Regions from separate parts of the Arachis hypogaea genome. Here region 1 is linked to region 2. The links are chromatin contacts, called in public Hi-C maps. All regions are on one chromosome and are shown on one strand. Each heading gives the region's core, a stretch centred on a gene start, on an enhancer-like site or on the middle of the called end of the contact. The rest is flanking DNA. Distances are from core to core; before and after follow the strand shown.

Evidence for each region. Hi-C and Micro-C count contacts between places; a contact is called where the count stands out from the background.
Region 1: a contact with region 2 is called in a Hi-C map of leaf, with 2.4 times the contacts expected there. The contact joins the promoter of LOC112785141 here to the promoter of LOC140183175 in region 2. A contact is called at or near these places in 3 of 8 Hi-C or Micro-C datasets (leaf and an unstated tissue).

Annotation. Positions count from the first base shown.
Region 1 is chr20:117,620,104-117,624,839 of arahy.Tifrunner.gnm2.J5K5, reverse strand. LOC112785141 (protein POLAR LOCALIZATION DURING ASYMMETRIC DIVISION AND REDISTRIBUTION) reads right to left here and starts at 2,578. Exons shown (of 3, transcript XM_025828583.3): 1 at 337-2,578. The coding sequence starts at 676.
Region 2 is chr20:117,434,499-117,438,878 of arahy.Tifrunner.gnm2.J5K5, reverse strand. It overlaps LOC140183175 (MACPF domain-containing protein NSL1-like), which reads right to left and starts at 2,149. Exons shown (of 5, transcript XM_072231197.1): 1 at 1,981-2,149; 2 at 1,087-1,233; 3 at 890-894; 4 at 589-777; 5 at 164-463. The coding sequence starts at 2,149. The coding sequence ends at 221.

The sequences.
Region 1 (4,736 bases), core at 1,329-3,828, 190 kb before region 2:
ATAAACAAAAACGATCGATCAACAGATACAACGGTGAATCTTAATCCCGCTAATAAACAAACTAATACTCCCAAAAATGTTTGCTAATTTCAAGATTTGAACTAGGAAATCGCATTAGACTAATTACAAAGGTTTAGGTTAATCAGAAATTGCAAAGAGATGAAGTCACAATCCACTATATTAAATACAGTCAGATCAAAGATTCAGGTAAAATTTTGTGTACATCACTATTCACATGCGAATGAAGCATAAGCATAAGCAAGTTACAAAACAGTTAAAATTACCAAAATTAACTTAACAAAAAAAAATCGGGAAAAAATAATCAGAGCTTCTCACCGAACTCCTTACTGCCATTTGATACGTTTATCAGCGACGGCGTAGTCGCGGTGGAGTGAGGAGTCTCATTCTGCTGCCTCCGTCGCAGAGCCGCTGTGTGTCCCTTAGTGTGCCTCAGCACCTTAAGCAACCTAGCAAGAAGTCGCCAAGGCGAATAGCATCTGGCAGACAGCGAAGGTTTTCCGACGCCGGCCATGGAATTAGCGTCGTTTTCGTCTTCGTCACCGGTGAGAAGAATATCTGCGACGCTTAAGCGGCGTGGGAAGTTAGTAAGGTTTGGGTTTGAGGATTCAAATAAGAGGCTCTTCTTCTTCTTTCGAGTCTCATTGTTACGATTCATTGTTACTCACTGTTCTGCGATTTATTGTGACTTGTGATAAGTGTGGGGCATTAAATTCTTGATGATAGTTCACTTAACTTCACATTCTGAGTTTTGGAGGGAAAAATTATTGGTCTCTTCGTCTTCTTCTAACTTTCTATTTATTTGTTTAATGAAATACTGTCAATTAAAATTAAAATACTGATATACTACTGCTAGTAACTTAAATTGCCAATCAATTTGGAACATCAAGTGATCAGCTCACTGATTCGCTTAAACAAATGTCAAAATATTTTAATTTTGTCTTATGCGTTCAGCAGCTCATTAGCAGATTAGTTACCGTAGACAAACAAATAAAAAATTAACTTAAATTGTCCGATTAGTTCATGCTTCATAGTCATACCTACTGCACGGAGCTACTCCAAGCAAATTATGCAAAAAAGAAAACAAATACGCTCTAGTTGAATATAAAATTTAAATTATAATGAAATTCCCTATTTGGTATGATGTATTATATTCATTACACAAAACCAATAATGATTTTCTTTTTTTAGTTATTAGTTCACAATAGACTCTGACTTTAAATTTGATGTATTAAATGTATTGTCATTCGTTCTTTTTTTTTTAATTACAATAGGAAATATGAGCAAGTATATAAATTAATTTTTTCTAGTCACCTTTAATTAATATTTTAATTTTTTTATAGAATGACTTTTCTCTTTCTCATTTTTACCTAAGAATAATAGCAAAGATAGATAAATATAAATATCTATGATGATATTTAAAGATATAAATAATTTTGATAAAAAAAAAAAAACGATGAAAGTGGAGTTGCGATATGAGAGACTTAAAGCTTTTTGTACATACTGTGCTCATCTAGGCCACGTTGCTAAAGATTGTCAAAGGTTGATGCAGAATTCTATCTCGGATCATTTGCATCAAAATAAATTTGGAAAATAGGTAAAGGCGGATCATGTTAAGAGAAGAGTGAAAGTTAGGGAAGATGGAGAGACGACAAAAAAGTCTCGAAATAATAAGACACCTCAGTCAATGAAAAAACTACCACCAGTTTAGTTATTGGAAGAATTTTCAAGTCTAACTATAAAAGAAACGAATGATCATGTTAAAAGACAGCCAAAGAGAAGCATGGAGAACAAATACAAACTAAATTTTTGAAATTTCTAAAGTAGTTTGGAATGGTATCACAAACTCGAGTTCCTTAATTTTGTTGGAAAATATGACTTTGTCTAAGAATAATTAACAAGAGGTCCATTAAGGAGAAATTATTGGAAAGATGATTATTGGAGAGAAGATGCAAATTGGAAGAAATTAAAAGAGAATAATGATAATATCAAAAAGATGTGTATGGAGCTATCTAGTGATGATGACATGAGAGTGGAGGGTGTCGGCTGTCAAATGGCATCCAAAGAGATATGAGGTCCTCATGTGAAATTGTCGGAATTTGAGAAGGTCCTTGATAATCCACAGTCTGATAGGGATTAATAGATCCCACTCCCTAAGATTTTTTTTATGCGAAACGAAAAATCAATTTCGAAAAATGGAAGAAAAATTAAGGTCATATGGTTATAAAGATTGGGCCATAGTAAAACCGAGTGGTGTAGCAAGAAGTTTGGCTTTGGCATGGAAAGATGATGTGGAAGTCAAAATTGTGAAGTTGGAATAATTTTATATTACAACAGCAGTTAAAGACTTGGGTACAAATGAAGAATGGGGGCTGGCAGGAATATATTTGAGCATAAATGATCATACTCAACTTTTGTAATTTACTTATCATATTTCAGTTATTCGGCAATTTCAAGGTGTAGTAGTGGTACTTAGAAATTTTAATGCTATCAAAAGTCAAAAAAAAAAAAAAATATGGGTAGGAATGACAGCGTGCAATCATCAATTGAAACTTTCAATAATTTTATTGAAGATAGAGATCTTATAAACATTGACACAATGGGTAGTCCATAGACGTGTTCTAATTGTAGAGGTGAATCTGAACTTATACGTGATCGTTTTGGATATGGTGTTTATAGGGGTGGTGTGGCTGAAGAGATTTCTCAATACAGTTGTACTTTGTCTTTTAGAACTCGGTTTGGATCATGCTCCACTATTGCTTGATACAAAATTGAAAACTGAGGGAACTAAGAGAACATTCAAGTTTCAGGAACGATGGTGCATATCAGAAGAAGTTAGATGAATTATCAATGAGGTTTGGCAACAAAATATTGGCGGACCAGCGATGTTTAAATTAGTGCATAAGCTAAAGTTATGTAGACACCGCTTGATCCAGTGACAGCAGTCTACCAGATCTAATTCAAGGCTGAAAATGGATAATATTCAGCTTAAATTAGAAAAACTAAGGGTTGCAAGAGTTCATGGTAGTTAGAATATTATTGGTGGTATGACTGTTAAATTTTTTTAATTCTATTAGAATATTGTTAGTGAGGATGTGTATATGGTAGTTAGAAGCTTCTTTGTAGGTAGAAAAATTTTGAAAATCTTCAACCATAGCTAGATTTGTCTTATTCCTAAGATTTCTTATATTAGTGATATGATAAAGGTGTGCCATATAAGTTTCTCTACGGTAATATACAAGATAATCTTCAAGGTGTTTGTTCACAAACTCCAGCACATGATGAATAAACTGGTAAGTAATACTTAAAGTGCTTTCATTAAGGGTAAGTTGATCTCAAACAATATTCTCATTGCTTATGAATGTATGCACGATCTCAAAAATAAAAAGAGGGTTTTGGAACATGAAATGATAATTAAACTAGACATGAGTAAGATATATGATAGGGATATGACATTTTTTATGATTTATGTTGAAAAAATTGGGTTTTGGACCAACTTAGATAGGTTGAATTCAAGAATTAATGACCACTGTTTCTTATTTTGTCAATATGGATGGACAACGATTTGATTTTTTTTTTTCAAACCAAATAGAAGTATCAATCAAGGTTGTCCTCTATTTCCATACCTATTTTTATTCTGTGCATAAAGACTTTTTTTCTTACTTCATAAGACAGAACAAAACACACTGATTCATGAAATATAGGTTAATAGAAAGTGCCCCTCAGTCAATCATCTATTATTCACAGACAATTATATCCTATTTTTAAGGTAAAAGGAGATAGTTGTGATAATATCCTTTCTCTATTAAAAAACTACAGGAATTTCAATGGACATATAGAAAATTTAAATAAATCTACAGTGTTTTTTAGCAATAACATCCCTAAGGAGGTTCATATTCAAATTTTCAGCTAGCTACACATAAATCATATTGGAGTCCAAGATAAATATCTAGAACTATCATTAGTTGTATTATGGTCTAAAAAGGCTAAATTCACTCTCCGAACAGAATGCAATCAATCTTGTGCCTACCAGTGAGAAATGCAAATTAAGTATTTTGTAGATGAAAAAAATCACTCAGAAAATTGTAGTAAAAAAAAGCAAAGTTACTGTATGTAATACATACTTTAAGTCTTTTAAGTACGATTTTGATTCCCAAGGTATAGGCTGAAAATTTTTTTCGTCCCCAACCTTTTTTTCATACAAAATTGTCTTTTTTATTTAAATATTAAAATTTTGGACTAAATTATCCATAACAAAAATTTATAAAATAAAAAAAAATAATAAGAGAAAGAGAGTATTTTTCCTCATGCGAAGGGGAAAGGGAAGAATAAGAAGGGAGAAGGGAAGAAGAAGAAGAAGTTGTCCATGATCCACCTTTACCTCCGCTTCTGCCGCCACCTCCGTACGATTTTGGTCCCTAAGATAAGGACGATTTTAAAACCAAGTTAAATCTTAGGGACGATTTTGTATACAAAAAAAGATTGGAGACGAAAAAATTTTCAGTCTATACCTTAGGGACCAAAATCGTACTTAACCCTTCAAAATAACTACCAAACATTTAGTCTCTTTCCCTGTAGGGGTAACCAAGTCCCTGAGGTCCTCTTTACTAACCATCTCTGCAATCACATCTTCACAAAATAGAGAACATTAAAATACACCCTGAACATCCCAAATGTATAAACAGAAACATTATTTATATTGATTAGGATAAGAACAT
Region 2 (4,380 bases), core at 900-3,399:
AATGAGATGGGTGCTATCAATGTCGAAACTCTTTCATTAGTCTGTTCGGTTCATCAATAAGACAACAACTAGGCTAAATTTTGTAGGATCGCCAAAATGATGAATGTATAACAACCAACAACGAATTGAATTCAAGACACTCAATATTTACACCAGGAATACAAAGATTAATTTAGTGAATTCGCCACTCTACTTACTAAACATAGTAGGGGCGTGGTGTTTACCTAGCCAATGTCGCCAGGTCCCATTGAGCAGGAACAGACTTCTTAACTTCCTCTTGCAGCACAAGTGGAGAAGCTGTTAGATGTAAATAGTCAAGCGAAATGAAATAACCATCAATAGCAAGATACTTGATGTCAGCAGCATCCCTCAACCAGTTACCACTTAAATCAAAAAGAGCATTGAAATAGCCAGAAGGTATTTTCCCTTGCACTGCCGATTTCTGATTTAACAACTCAGACATCTGAAAGTTTAAAAAAGATTCAGATAAAGATCTTAAAACCCAAACATAGTGATATAACAAAGCTTTCTAACTAATTGGCATCTTACAAATGAAACAGAGAAGAAGATATAGAGAAAAAGGAGGACCTGGTTGAACTCAAGCACATCGGATTTGAACCTTATTCTATCCCCTTTATCACAACGAATGTCCTCAGAGACCCCTCTAATGGTGATGGAGGCTCCACCAGCTGTAGGGATCAAAATATCCCTCTTGTACATTTCATCAAGCACCACCAACCTCTTCCCACCGCCTCCAACTCCCTTTGCAAAATTCATCTAAAAAATACATGCCAATGTAACATAAGTTTAAGATTCATCTACAAATTTAACATGGATTTAACTAACTAAATAATAATTATCAGAACAAGTCAAAGGGAGGCCAACAAACAAAACCTAAAATATTAAACAAAGATGGAAACAAAGACACAGGGAGCAATAACATTGCTGCACAAACGTTCACTTTCAGCGAATTATCTTCTGCTACTTCCAAGAACTTTAGGCAGGAGTGCCTAATTGGGGAAAGATTTCTCTTTCTGTTAATTAGTCCAAAATAGAGACACAGAGAATCAGGGAAGAAAGACTTACCAGTGCTTACGGTGCCGATTGAGACAAAGACAGAGGATTCCGAATCCAACGAGGGTTTGCGAGACAGAGACCACTGAGGGAGTAGGAGGGCATGCCGATGCCTAGGAGCGATAGAGAAGGGGATGGCAGCTCGGCTGCGACCCTGGTCTGACGAAGGAGGTGATGCTCAAGACGGAGAGACAACAGAGCTTGAGACGCAGTGAATCGTGCACTGCAGAGCTCGAGGCGCGGTGAAATAAAGACGGCGGAGCTCCAGGCACAGTTAATCACGGAGTAGTGATGAGAGTGGTGAATGAGAAAGTGATTTAGGGTTTGGGTGCGACAGAGAGTGGGTTGGGTGTGAGGGTTAGATAAAGGGCTGGGTGTGAGGGTTAGATGAACATGAAGGCGAGCATGCTGGGTGTGAGGGTCATGGCGATCGACTTGGTGCAACGGCAGCTTCCTGGGTGTGACGGCAGCTTGCTTCTAGGTTAAAAGTGAATTTGGGAATAACAGTGAAGTGTATCAGCTGTTATCATATCACTTCTATAGCTAGGTTAAAAGATAACTTAGAAAAAAATGTGGGAAATAAAATTTTGGGGTGAACTTTATCGGTACACTTTTGCAGGGTTAAGACAAATTAGCCACGCTTTTAAAGCATGCCTGTTTCTCTCTATGGCCACGCTTTTTAAGTGTGGCAAAAAAAAGTGGCCAAATCACAAATTAGCTGCCACCCTCATAAAAGCGTGCCCATTGACCACTTTTGGCCACACTTTAAAAGCGTGGCAAGAAAAATGTGTGCCGATAGGCCTTTTTTCTTGTAGTGTGCAGATTTATAAAACAACATTAATTCAACATCATAAACCAAAACAGCATATTACCTATTTGTATTGTAGGTGGTGTCGAATGAAATACCATCTCCGAAATACTCACAGGCGGCCCTGCTCCTTGCGTCCACCCAAAAAGCAAGCTTAATCGACTGATCATCCTCGAGTTCGAGCTCGAAAAAGAAATTCTGATTCTTCTCTTTCAGTTTTAATAAGTATTTCCCAAATTCTTTTGCATCCTCTAGTTCTGATGACATTCCGCACTTCTCTCGTGATGTAATTTCTCACATCTTTTCGATAAAATTTAACTCGCGGTAACCCTCCGCTACTGTCACAAATGATTGGTAAATTTTGCTTGGTCTGATTCCGGCTTCCTCGTTCTTCTCTATTGTACGACGCACGGACATGCTTAGTTCTCTGTATTGTTTAAGCATCTCTGCTTGATTTGCACAGCAAGGATGTGAATGATGCAACACGACCTTGGAAATGATCCAAATATCGATGTTCTTCAATATGTGTATATAAATTATTGCGGGACAATTTAATCCTGCTGAGGGGTTTGTCTTCTCTGTCGGAGATATTTTTTATTTCCATTTCCCCACTCTGCTACATTTAATCAATTGATTCTTAATTTCGTTTTCCTTCTTATTTATGCTCCGAACTCTTGTAGAAATACCTACAACTTTCGAATAATTCTTGTAGAATTTTGCAGCATCTTCAAGGGTGTTAAAAGTCATCCCAACCTTGGGAACAAACTGCTTATCAACATCACGGAGGAACTACAAAATACACCCAAAATAGTCCACAATACGCAATATTAAAACAAGCAAAAACTATAGATTTCAAATACAACTATAAAACCATCATAAAAAATAACAAAACTCATATTCATGAGTCATCATCAAACAGAAACTAAAACAATTCAACTAAAACAATAAGACAATTCACCCTCAGTCAATTGAAAAGTCAGAACCTGTAAATACACCCAAACTTTCTCAGGTTACACCCAAATATTCCTCATTTACACCCGAAAGTCTGATATAAAATGCAGAAGATTCATCAGAACTAGTACATTACATTCAATTCAAACAATGAACAATGAACAAAAAATTTCATAGGCAAGGTTCACAACATTAATCAGCTCCACAATCATAAACTACTAACAAAAATATTAACTGGAATTAAACCACACCTCAGAGACTTCATTGGATCAAAATTCACTTCGCTCTGGTTTAGCTGACAATCTGAAGTTAAATCATCCATTATCTTCAAAAGAATTTCAGAGCTTGATTTCAAAACAATTTCAGAGTAGAGCTTGATTTCAAAATGATTTCAGAGCTTGATTTCAGAAACAATGGAAATCGAGAAAACAAACAAAGAGAACGCACGTAAACGCCAAAAGGGAACGCAGAGAGAAACGCACGAAAGAGATCGCAGAGAGAAGGCACGAAAACGCAGAAGAAATTCGAAAAAGAAAACAAAATCCTTTCGAAAAAGGAAGTTATATATTCACGCGTTGATTGAAAAATCTGTTAAGAGGCGCGTGGATTAGACGTGCCAAAAGAGGCGCGTGTTATGTGTAATTGAGTATATGGACTTATAAGACTTGTATAGCAAAAACGCTTGTATGTGGAGAATAATTCATAAATATAATGGCTATTAAATATATTTTCTCTCATGAAATCAATAACTATATTAAATACGTTGTTTGTATACTATTTTTAGCTATATTTAATTTTAACCATTTAAATTAATCAAATTATAAATACATTCTCATATTTTCGTATAAAAATTTCATTCTTAGTGTTTGTTTGGACGCCATTAAATCAATAAAAAAAACTTTTTTTAATAAAAAATATTTTTTTATTTTTTAATATATTTGACAAATTTTTAATAGTAAAAATAAAAATAATAAAAAAATTAAAAATATTTTTTTTAAAAAGTTACAATTTATATTTTTTAATAATTTTTTTAATAAAAAATATTTTTCACATAATAAATAAATAAAAAAATATTTTATCTTATTGTAACTCAAATATAATTAATAAATAAAAAAAATTATATAAAATATTTAAATATAAAATTAATTTTATTATTTTTAAAAAATTTTAAAATATAATTCAAAAAAAAATTTTAAAACTTCACCCAAACAAATTCTTATAAGATGAATCCATACTCTATATATATATAAAAAGATCATTGTTAGGTAACTTGCGTTATTGACTTGTTTGGTAATGCCGTATGCAACCTAACATGATAACGATAACATCAATATTATGGAAAGCAAATGCCTTTCGAATTCGAGGTTACCTGATAGGCCAGGGCATAATTTCATATCTTTATAGGTCAACGTAGGTCAAGTACGTTATAGTGGTGGGGTTATATATATTTAAACACGCAATTCAATCAAAATATGCAGTGTGGCTTGATTTATTTGGTGTTATTTAGGGCAATAAATTATTAGAGTATAAACATAAATATTTTGTAG